Regions from separate parts of the Cricetulus griseus genome. Here region 2 is linked to region 1. Evidence: chromatin contacts called from public Hi-C data. All regions are on one chromosome and are shown on one strand. Each heading gives the region's core, a stretch centred on a gene start, on an enhancer-like site or on the middle of the called end of the contact. The rest is flanking DNA. Distances are from core to core; before and after follow the strand shown. Region 1 overlaps Prkcg (protein kinase C gamma type). Region 2 has its middle 35 kb from the start of Vstm1.

Region 1 (5,562 bases), core at 256-2,755:
TACCGGCCTGGGCCCTCCCTCCGCCCTTATCCGTTACCCCCTTCCTCAAAGACCCCACCGAGACCCTGTCTGGTGGCCACGATCTCTGAACTCAAACACCAGGAGTTTGTTTTCTTACTGCCGGACCCTCGGACCCCGTCCTCTGGGATCCACCAGGCCCAAATGTCCCTCCATCCACCCAAAGCATCCCAAATCCGACATCGGAACCCCAGGATCCCACTCCTGGAGCCCCCCCCTCCTCTAACCTCCCGGAGCCCCAACTCCCGCTGAGAGTGGTCTAAGCGCAGAGCATCCTGCCTTGCCGGACCCTCCCCTCGCGCTTACCTCTCTCAGGGCTGGGCGGACGCTCCGGGCCGCGGGCCCCGCAGCCGCATGACCGGCCCCGCGGTTTCCCCCGGCCGCCGCCGCCGCCGCCGCCGCCGCCGCCGCCACCGGGGTCTCCGGTGCCCGCCCCCCGCCCCCGCCCCCGAGCCCGGCGTCCCGGCCCCCTCCGGCCTCCCACCCCCCACCCCCGCGCCCGCGGCCTCACTCGGCGGACGCAGCCGGGAGCAGGGACCGGCGGCCGCTCATTGGCTACTGCGGAGGAGGGGAGGGGCGGGGAGGGAAGGGGAAGGATGCAGAGAGGGAATGAGATGAGCCTTCAGGATTGGGGGGGGGTGGGAGGCAGGGAGGGAGAGAGAATAGAAACAGAGGCAGAGACAGCCGAGAGAGAGAGGGAGAGAGAGAGGGAGAGAGAGAGAGAGGGAGAGAGAGAGAGAGAGAGAGAGAGAGAGAGAGAGAGAGAGAGAGAGAGAGATTCTGGAACTCACTGAGGCCCTGGAAGTGGAGAGGTCAGAGAGCCCCAGAATCCAGGCAGGGGCAGCTCAGAGGCCTTGGGCCAAGGGAAACTGAAGTCCAGGGATCTTGAGCTTGGAGATGGGGTGGGGGAGACAGAGAAATAGAGATAGATAGACAGACAGACAGACAGATAGATAGATAGATACTCTCTAAAGAGAGACAGAGCAGGGGCAAGTCGGAGTAGGGGGTCCCCTGATGAGGACTGGGGCTGTAGCCAGGCAAGGGGCGGAGCCTGGGGTCTGGGCAGCTGGAGAAGGCGGGAAGGGGCGTCCCGGGCAGGGGTCCCTAGAGCAGCTGGCGGGCAGGCGCAGAGCAGAGCCGGGTCCTGCAGCCGCCGCGGAGCCGGGAGCGGGGCCAGCCCCCCCCCCCGCCGTGATGTCAGCGGGGCCACTCTTAAAGGGGCAGGCCGCCCGCCGAGGGTCGGAATTTGGGCTAGGGCCTTCAGGAACCGGAGAGGGGTATAGGAGTGGTGGTGCCGGAGGAAGCGATAGCTTCAGCATCCAATTGGAGCCAGACTCGGAAATGCAGAGAAGAGATGCCAGGCCCCTCCAAGGAACCTGCTAAGCTTTTGTGGCTCTGTCCCCTCTAAACTCACTGGCAGGCACACCGTTCTGCTGGCCTGCCCGACCCAGAGACTACATTCCCCATCAGCCCTGGCGGCCAGAGGCCAGCACCTGGGGGTGGGGGTGGGGGTCAGAGTCTTCTCCGATGTCTTCTGGGAAACGTAGTCTGTCTTGATTGGCCCCCTCCACTCCCTTGCTCCCCTCCTCACACACTTGCAACTGGGTCAGGGGAGACAGAGGCCGGGAGGACGCTTCTGCCTGCCTTCTGCCTTGCTAACTGGTTTCTAAGCTCCCAGGTTCTGTTTGTCTTGGCTGCTGTAACCCGGAGTCCTTTCTGCTGATCATTTCTGTCTCTCCACAGGGGCCAACCTTTCTTCTCCCTTTTCAGGACTCCTCTGGATCCTGGTGTGTGTGTGTGTGTGTGTGTGTGTGTGTGTGTGTGTGTGTGTGTGTTTGCACTTTGCTCTTGGTAAATATGCACGTGGTATCTGGGTGGAGGGTCGGGGGTCATTTGCTGACACAATTAATGGCCGAGGGGTGCTCTTCCTCCTGAAGTCCGTGAACAAAGTGGTCACATTGGTCTCCTCGGAAGTCTCTGTACGTGGCTCGCACGCCGAAGAAGGTGTCTTCTCTTTCATTTAATGGGTCTGTGCGTCCTCTCTCCCCCACGGCTCTCCACACCCTCTGTGTTTGTTTCCATGTACAGCCGGCCCCACCTCCGCAGCCCCTTCATTCCCCAAGCTTACAAGAAAACATCCAAACATGTTAGCATCAGCATCCCAAATTTATTCTCCAGCAGCTGTGTCTGGGTGGGAGAGGCTAAAGGAAGGGGAGGTGGCGGAGAAGAAAGTCCCAGAGAGTGGCAGGCACTGCGGAGGACAAGGGGTGGGGAGGTGTGGTTCCGACCAAGGCTGGGGCCATGCACGGGGGGGGGGGGGCAGGTGAGCAGTGATGGGTTTCCGGAACAAGTCTAGAACAAAAGCTGACTGACAACAGTCGGGGAGAGAATCCTCCGTGCATGCCAGGAATCCCCAGAGCGTGGAAGGGAGGTGGCCTGGAACGCGGAGCCCAGCCTCCCACTTAACTCTACGAGCCTTGAAGGATGCGAGCGGGCTGATCTGGAATCTTAGTCTGCAGCAGGCAATCCCATGAGACTATTTCCCCCAGGGCTGGTGTAGGGGGAGAAAGGCGTAAAGCTACCGAGGTGGAGTCTAGAACCCAACACGGAGTGGGGTTTCCGGGAACAGTTAGAACAGCATCCAGATGTTGGGGGTGGGGTGGGGTGAGCAAGGCTCGGCACAACGGAATCTAGAACACCGAGAGGCTCTAGAGACTGACTGTACGGCGTTTAAAATGCCAGCAGTGCTTGGGAACAGCATCTAGAACCCGTTGGGGTGCGGAAAAGAGGCCACAAGGCTGGGGTGCGGGACCTAGAATCCGGACTAGAGGTGGGGGGGAGGGCTGCAGCCGGCGTGGCGGGGGAGGGGGAGGGTGGGGGCGGCGGCACTGGGACACCTAGCGGCGGCAGGTGAGATTACATGACAGGCACGGGCACTGGGCTTGTGGGGCTACGGGCATCTGGGTGCACGAAGTCCGGGTTCACATAGGTAAAGCCCTGGAAATCCGCTTGGTCGATGCTGGCTAGGACCAGGCGGTCTGGCGGGGTCAATGCTGGCGCCGCCCGCGTGAAGAACTTGTCAAAGTTTTCTCCACTGCGCCCACACTGTTTGGGGAAGGGTTGGAAAATCAGATAATCAGAACCTAAGCACACACCCGTGGTCTCTGATGAAGGCCCCCCCCCCGACCTCCACACATGGGGTATTGAAGCTCGTGAGCCCCAACCCCCAGTTGCTGGGAGGGCAACTGACCGGACGTGGCCTGAAAGGTGGTGCAATCTCCAGTCTCTCCAATCTCTCCCAGTCGATCCAGCGGAAAAAGCCGTGCGCCCGGATGGTGGGTTCACCATCTGGCCCTGAGCCCAGGCGCTTTCCCGGGTGCTTGGTCAGGAACTATGGAAGACACACAAAGAGGGACTGCCAGATAGCTCAGGGAGTAAAGGCACTTGCCGACACGCCCGATAGATGACCCGAGTTGGATCCCTAGGACCCACAAGATGGAAGGGGGGAAAATGACTCCCTCAAATAGTTCTCTGAACTCCTCGTGTGTGCTATGCCATGCTTGTGCGCACATGCGCGCTCGCACAAACAAAATGAACAGATTTTTAAAAATTACAATTTAAAATGCCTTAAAAATCACCGGGCGTTGGTGGCGCACGCCTTTAGTCCCAGCACTCGGGAGGCAGAGGCAGGCGGGTCTCTGTGAGTTCAAGGCTAGCCTCGTCTCCAGAGCGAGTGCCAGGACAGCCAGGTTTGTTTCACAGAGAAACCCTGTCTTGAAAAACGAGAGAGAGAGAGAGAGAGAGAGAGAGAGAGAGAGAGAGAGAGAGAGAGAGAGGAAGGAGAGAGAGGGAGAGATAGCTGGGGGAAAGCTAAATTAGAAGGTCTCCTATAGGCCAGGCACTTTCTTCTGCACCAACTGAGGAAGAAGAAATTGAAGCTTACAGTTTTGCGACTCATCAAGATTCCCTAAAGAATAAAAGTCCCAGGAATTGGAGGTAGCCTGACCCACGCAGCTCTGCAAAGGCATTTTGGCATTTCCTGCAGTATGCCAGGATATGGGTGTGGCAGAGGATGGTAGAAGCCACCCTTGGTCTGGGATGACAGAATATTGCTCAACTGACTTTCGCAGCAGATGGCTGCAAAGAGGTTTGAGTGATAGGAAACTTTTTCTAAGAGAGATGGCAGCCGGGGTGTATGGGTCTGACGAAGCTGGGAGTGGGGGCTCTCACCCCCTTGCAGATGGCCACAGCTTCCCGGGAGAGTGACTTGGGATAGGTGACCGTTTGTTCCATGATGGCTTGAAACAGCTCCTCCTCGTCTTCTCCATCAAAGGGTGGCTACAAAAGAGAATGACGTCAGAGTGTGACAGGCTGCCTTTCCCAAGCCTGCAACCCTTCACTATCCGCTTCAAACAGAAGCTTGCTGCATCCCCAGCCTCACCCCTATGGACGGCTGCCCTGGGGGGGGGATGACGACTAGAAAACGATCCCACCTTCATCTCCAAATGCCTCTCACACACGCCCCAGTTCTGTGTGTGTCTCTCCTGTCTGCCTGTCTTTTTCTGCTATGCAAATCAACGGAGTGTTAATTATGCAATATGCTCTCTAATGAGAGAGGCGGGAAGGAGAGAGACATGCAGAGAGAGACAGAGACAGAGAGTCAGAGAAGGACAGACTGCAGGGAAGAGTGGAGGCGACTACCCTCACTGAAAGTGGCTCAGCCTTCTGTGGTTGGGAAAGGCCAAGGGAAGAAAAGGTTCGTGCACTTGCTTGCTTATCTGTTTGTTTTGAGACAGGGTCTCATGGAGCCCAGGCTAGGTAGCCAACGACGACCCTGAACTTCTAATCCCCATATGCGCACACCTCCCAAGTGTTGGGGTTACGGGCATGTAATACCACACACAGTTATCTTTTGAATTTAAAGACATCCTTCCCATGTGCGTCGCATTGTTCTGGGGATTGTTTACGTGGTTCATCAGATCACTAAAGAGGTCCACAGGATCCAGGCAGTGGTGGCACATGCCTTTAATCCCAGCACTGGGGAGGCGAGGCAAGTGGATCTCTCTGAGGCCAGCCCTGGTTATACAAATTGAGTTCCAGGACAGCCAGCGCGGTTACACAGAGAAACCCCTGTCCCCCGCAAACCCCCCCAAGTGGTCCACAAGAAAAAACATGAAACAAAAGCCAAACCAACAGGGTTGCAACAATGTTTCAGGACCGTGGACAGCGCTGTCCTGCCCGCCTCCAGCTTCCCTGCAGATCAGCTTATTTCTTTTAAAAGGGACCACCTGTTTCTTCAAGAATAACGCGACATAAAAACGGACATCCACTCTATATGGCTATTAGTCAAGCCAGCACCTCCCCACTTCCCCTTACCTGTCCTGCCAACATCTCATATAGCAGGACCCCAAAAGACCACCAGTCAACAGACTTCCCATACGGCTGATAGGCAATGATCTGAAAGAGGAAGAGAAGGTAGAGAGTGACTTGTTTTGAGACAGGGTCTCGTGTAGTTCAGGCTAGCTTTGAACTACGTATTGGAAG
Region 2 (5,544 bases), core at 2,178-4,677, 140 kb before region 1:
AAAGGAACCTGAGTCAGCCTAGCACAGAGACACTTGCATGCCCATGCTTATGGCAGCACTGTTCACAACAAACTTTGAAATGAAGGATGCAAATCGCCCAAGGAATGGATAAAGAAAACGTGGTATCAGTGCACAAGAGAAGAGAAAGGAGACTTGAGAGAGCTTGGCCATGAGTGATAATTCTACACCACTCCCCCTCCTTGCAGAGCTCAGAGATCACAGAGAAAGAGAGGGTGGAATAGAGGAATACTCCCTGAGTCAAGTGGAGTATCAGGGATGGGCCTAGTCCCTATCCCAAAGGATAGATAGACTCTGATGACACCTACGGAAGGCCTCACCGTCCAGGGGGAGCAGAAAGGGTATGTGATAGGTAGGGTTTTAGTTGGGGGTGGTAGGGGAGGAGGGGAGGGAGAGGGAACTAGGATTGACAAGTAAAACAATCTTGTTTCTAATTCAAAAAAAAAGAGAGAGAGAGAGAGGGAGGGGCCGGGTGCAGGAGGGGAAAACCTTCCATCCCAGCATTTGGGAGGCAGAGGCAGGTGGATCTCTGTGAGCTTGAAGCCAGTGTGGTTTACATTGTAAATTCCAGGATGGACGTCGAGGGCTATTTAGAGAGACTCTGTCTCAAAAAACAAAACAAAACAAACCAAGAATGTAGACAGAGTATAAGAGTGTGGGGTGATAGATGACAAGGAAACAGTCTTGCCGACATGTTGGGGCAGCCAGCTGCACCCATGAACTCACAGGAGTTAGGACAAGACCTGTACCAGTTCAAATCATCCCATTGTCGAGGGGGAGGGGGGCTCAAAGTCCCACACCCTATCTGAGGAGCTATTGATAGATGCTAGGAGATTGAGAATCCATTTTCTTTAAGGGATTCTTTGGGGGTTTTGGTGGTGGTGTTTTTTTTTTTTTTTTTTTTTTTTTTTTTTTTTTTTTTCTCGAGATAGGGTTTCTCTGTGTAGCTTTGGAGCCTATCCTGGCACTCACTCTGGAGACCAGGCTGACCTCGAACTCACAGAGATCCGCCTGCCTCTGCCTCCAGAGTGCTGGGATTAAAGGCATGCGCCACCAACGCCCGGCTCTTTAAGGGATTCTTAAAGAATCCTGGTGGGTTGATCAAGACCCATGGGATGATCTCACTCCTGAGTGTTTGAGCAGCAATGAACTTAAAATGGGGGAAACATAAAGAGGAAATGAGATTGAGTGGGTAGATCTCAGAGGATTAGGGAAAGTGGTGAATGTGATCCAAATACATTCCATAAAGTCTCAAAGACTTAATTCAGATACCATTTCTACTCATCTATGATGTACACTGCATTCTGCCTGCACACCAGAAGAGGAGAATTCTGGGAAAGGTAGTCAGAGGAGACCATGAGAGATGCCATGTATCAGAGGAAGGAGTAACAGGTTCCGACCCTTCTCTGGTAAACCAAGACCAGGTGGAAATACTTAGATTAATAGAAATGGGTTAATAATTAAGACAGAGCTAGCCAGTAAGAAGCCCTAGCCATCGGCCAACACTTTTGTAACTAATATAGAGCCCCTGTGTGTTTATTGGGGCAAAGCAACTGAGGGACCTGGCAGGAAAGAAACTCCAGCAACACTCCTGTAATCCCAGCACAGAGGAGGTGGAAGCCAGAGTGTCAGAAGTCAGAGGTCATCTTTGGGTACGTAGCTAACTGAAGGGCAGCTCAAGCCCTGTCTCAAAAAAGAAAAAAAAAGTGTCATAATGATACTATATATCTTAGATATGAGACAGCCTCTTCCCTGCTGGTTAGGCCTCAAAGTGCCCAAAAGTGGGGCTGGAGAGATGGCTCAGAGGTTAAGAGCACTGACTGCTCTTCCAGAGGTCCTGAGTTCAACTCCCAGTAACCACATGGTGGCTCACAACCATCCGTTATGAGATCTGGTGCCCTCTTCTGGTGTGCAGATAGACACGGAAGCAGAATGTTGTATGTATAATAAATAAATAAAATATTTTTTAAAAAGTGCCAGAAAGCACTGTGCAGATTGCAGCAGAATTGCTATCAACAGTGTTACTCAGCTGTGGACACCGTGTGAACACTACCAAACAGCTAAGCACCACGTGCCCGGTGGAGCAAGTCTGCTACAGGGGTTAACTGATTGCTTTCTGATTGAACTGGAGGCCTGCTTTGCAGGGGGAAATACACACACACACACACACACACACACACACACACACACACACACACACACACACCTTTTTAAGTTAATAAAGTCATATTCTTCCCTTGGGGCTAAGTATTTTTTGTTTTGGGGTTTTTCGTTTTTGTTTTGTTTGGAGACAGCCTTTTTCCGTGTGGTCCTGGATGTCCTGGAACTCTCTATGTGGAGCAGGCTGGCCTCAAACTCACAGAGATCTGCCCTGCTTCTGCCTCCTAAGTGCTGGTGTTAAAGGCCTGTGCCACCAATGCCCAGCATGTACATTTTTGTCTGTGACTTTAAGTGCCATAGAACGCGAGTCTAACGACCTTCACAGTCGTCTTAGGTCATAAAGACTTCCAGTCACTTTTTTTTTTTATATATTAGTCAGGTGCAAGAAGAGAATAAAAAAAAAAAAATAATGGTGTCAGCTCTGTAATTGAAACGCTTTGGCAGGCCGCCTGCAGCTGCCGGGTTAGAACACTCAGCTATTTCTTCATTCCCCACCTGGACCTTCTATTCCTCTCCTGCTCTCTCACAAGGATGCGAGCCTCTCTCTCCTGTCCTGGGGATGCCCCTCCTCCCGTCAGTCGCCTAAGGACACCACCGGAAAGCTCAAGGGCTCCTTCTGTACATTTCCAGGTTCTCTCTGCAGCTCCGCCACTCGCCTCCAGGTGGCGCTCGCGCAAAAGTCATTTCTTTCCCGTTCTCTGCGCTTCTCTGTCGGTTCGTTCCCCTCCTCCCCGAGCCCCATAGGCCTCAGTCTCTCTATGGAGTTGAGGACGGTCTTGAACTTCTGATGCTCCTGCCTCCTCCATTTCCTGAGCAACGGGATTACAGGCCTGTGCCACCGCGCTCATTTGATGTGGTGATGTCTTTGGGGGATGCTGCAAACACTGAGTCACCTCCCAGCCCTCCTCTTTGCTCCTTTTATTTCTTTTCTCCCCTTCTTCCTCTTCCTACCCCTCTTCCTCCTCCTCCTCCTCTGCCTCTTCTTCCTGATCGTATCCCCCCCCCCCTTCTATTCCTGCCTCAGCCTCTGAGATAGCTGGGGTTAAAGGCTTGCACCCCCAGTGCTGGAGGGTTTCCACTATTAATTAAAACCGCTTTACCAGAGGCGTTTGTGGGCGGGCACTGGCTTCCTGAACCGGGCCCCAGGAGACCAGACCAAACCACTGCGGGGTCCCCTGGTCTAATGGCCAAGTCATCTAAGTGAACCTTACTGTAGGCTGCCTTCCAAAGCCACAAAATTTCCAGTCCCCCTGGCTCGGCAGGGTGAGGAAATCCCCTGTGACCTCACCGGGTGATGAGGACAGTGAACTGTTCGCCCTCTGTGCTCTCTCTCCTCACACCCCTGCCGCCTGAGAAGGTGACCTCTCTGTGACCTCCCCTTGCGGCTCACTCAAGTGCCTTTCAGGTTTTAGGGTGAGGTTTTTAGGGGGTGCCACCTCACAGCAGACCACTGATATGAGTCAGCCAGATGGATCTTTCTGATAAATCGTTTGCAATGTTGCCTCTTCTTCTTCTTCTTCTTCTTCTTCTTCTTCTTCTTCTTCTTCTTCTTCTTCTTCTTCTTCTTCTTCTTCTTCTTCTTCTTCTTCTTCTTCTTCTTCTTCTTCCACCAAAAGGAACATGGGCAAACAGGCCGTTTGTTGTTTGCTGCAAGCTGGCCTTTGAACACCACGAAGAAAAACCAAGCCCAAACCGAGGAAGTGTAAGCACCTGGCCGGGGACCTAAATTTGTGAACTAACTAATCAGAAACTGAGAACTGTGCTGTTAGCTCACAGACACTGGAAAGAGGCAGAATGAACACAGTTGGAAGGGGTGTGTACCCCCTCACAACGGACTATTTCTGCATCCCAAGTACTGGATGGTTTAAACCACACCCACACTGTGTGTCTTACTCTCTCCCTGAGTCCCTCTTTCAATTCACTTCGGGGCTTAAATCTGTGAGTAAAATCCCCCTTTTAATAAACTTCAATGTTGCTTTTTAAATAAATGAGTGGTTTAAACCAAGCATGGTGCTGTACGCTGTATTTCCAGCCTTCTAGAGGCTGAGACTGAAGTTCAAGGCCGGTCTAGCCAAACCTATCAGCCCCAGGTCCCAGTGAAAGATCTTATTCTGAAGAGCAAGGTATAAAGCGTGAGATGGTTCCGAGGATAAAGACACCTGCTGCTAAGCCCTACAGCATGAGTTCGATCCCCAGGACCGTCGTGACGGGAGGAGAGAATGGTCACCCACAAGTTGTCCTCTGTCTGCCATAAGGGCACTGTAGAATGCACAAGAGAAAGGGGACTCACATACACAATAAACAAATAAATAAATGAGGTGGGTGGTTCCTAAAGATAACCTCTGGGCCCCCGCTGTGCACGTGTAAACATACACCCCAGCATATATATATATATATATATATATATATATATATATTTAAAGTCAGTAAAGTAAGAGAGATGTTTATCTCCTCACCTGACTGAAGGCCAGAATGTGGGTCACCGCTCGGTGTGGATTGACTGAGGAGCTGTGTGATGTTCTACAGACAGTGGGTTTCAGTAGAACGCTTGCATTTATTCCCCCCCTCGCCCTGGAATTATCCACATCTCCGTAATCAGCCCTGATTATGCACAAAACCAGAAAACTGAATCTCTAAGCCGCTTCTTATTCAGATAGAGACTCAGCACCCTCAAAATCTGTCTTCCACGCCTTCTTTAACGAGCAGCTTTTACGGGGAGGGGAAACAAAGGCATTCCAGAATTTCATCTTGCTTTGTCTCTGATGGAGTTGGTGCTTTTCTCCTTATCCTTGCCTCTCTGTAGAGGGGAGGGAGGGGTCACAAACATCACCGTCCTGAGTCTTGCATTTGGATGGCATCTAGGTTAAAGGTTAACAGAGAGGAAACAGATACAGGGGAAACCAGGATTCCCTCCTGGGGTTCTTTGTCTCATTAATAAAAGAATTTAAGAAACAGGGCAGTCATGGTGCACACCTTTGATCTCAGCACTCGGGAGCTCAGGAGTGGAAGCAGTATGATCTCTGAGTTTGAGGCCAGCCTGATCTACAGAGAAAGTTCCAGGATGGCCAGAGTTACACAGAGAAACCCTGTCTGGGGAGTGAGATTTAAGAAATGACTCAAATGGAAGTTTAGGGACAATTTTATTAGAGATTAAGAGAAAACCCCCAGGCAGGCCAGCTGTAAACTTCAGCAGCTGCTGGCGAGCAGCTTGTTGGCGGGCAAGTAGAGAAGGGGCCAGCTATTTAACCCAGCTGTGGAAGTCAGGCAAGCAGCCACCTGGTGGGGAGGAAGGCTTTAGAGAAAGAGCAATGAAACCCAAAATGCTGGGGAAACCCAAAGTGTTAAGGAAAGCACACTTAGAAAATA

Evidence for each region. Hi-C and Micro-C count contacts between places; a contact is called where the count stands out from the background.
Region 2: a Hi-C map of liver shows a contact between it and region 1, with 4 times the contacts expected there. The contact joins two enhancer-like sites. A contact is called at or near these places in 2 of 8 Hi-C or Micro-C datasets (fibroblasts and liver).

The regions. Positions count from the first base shown.
Region 1 is chr9:21,256,349-21,261,910 of CriGri-PICRH-1.0, reverse strand. It overlaps Prkcg (protein kinase C gamma type), which reads right to left. Exons shown (of 18, transcript XM_027431016.2): 15 at 5,395-5,475; 16 at 4,249-4,356; 17 at 3,269-3,409; 18 at 2,915-3,123. The coding sequence ends at 2,935. Among named protein-coding and RNA genes, the nearest start is that of Cacng7, 5.8 kb to the left of the region's middle. Within about 2 kb of position 1,505, at least 1 of the 6 cell types and tissues checked has open chromatin away from gene starts, as enhancers often do.
Region 2 is chr9:21,394,959-21,400,502 of CriGri-PICRH-1.0, reverse strand. No RefSeq gene overlaps it. Among named protein-coding and RNA genes, the nearest start is that of Vstm1, 35 kb to the left of the region's middle. Within about 2 kb of position 3,427, at least 1 of the 6 cell types and tissues checked has open chromatin away from gene starts, as enhancers often do.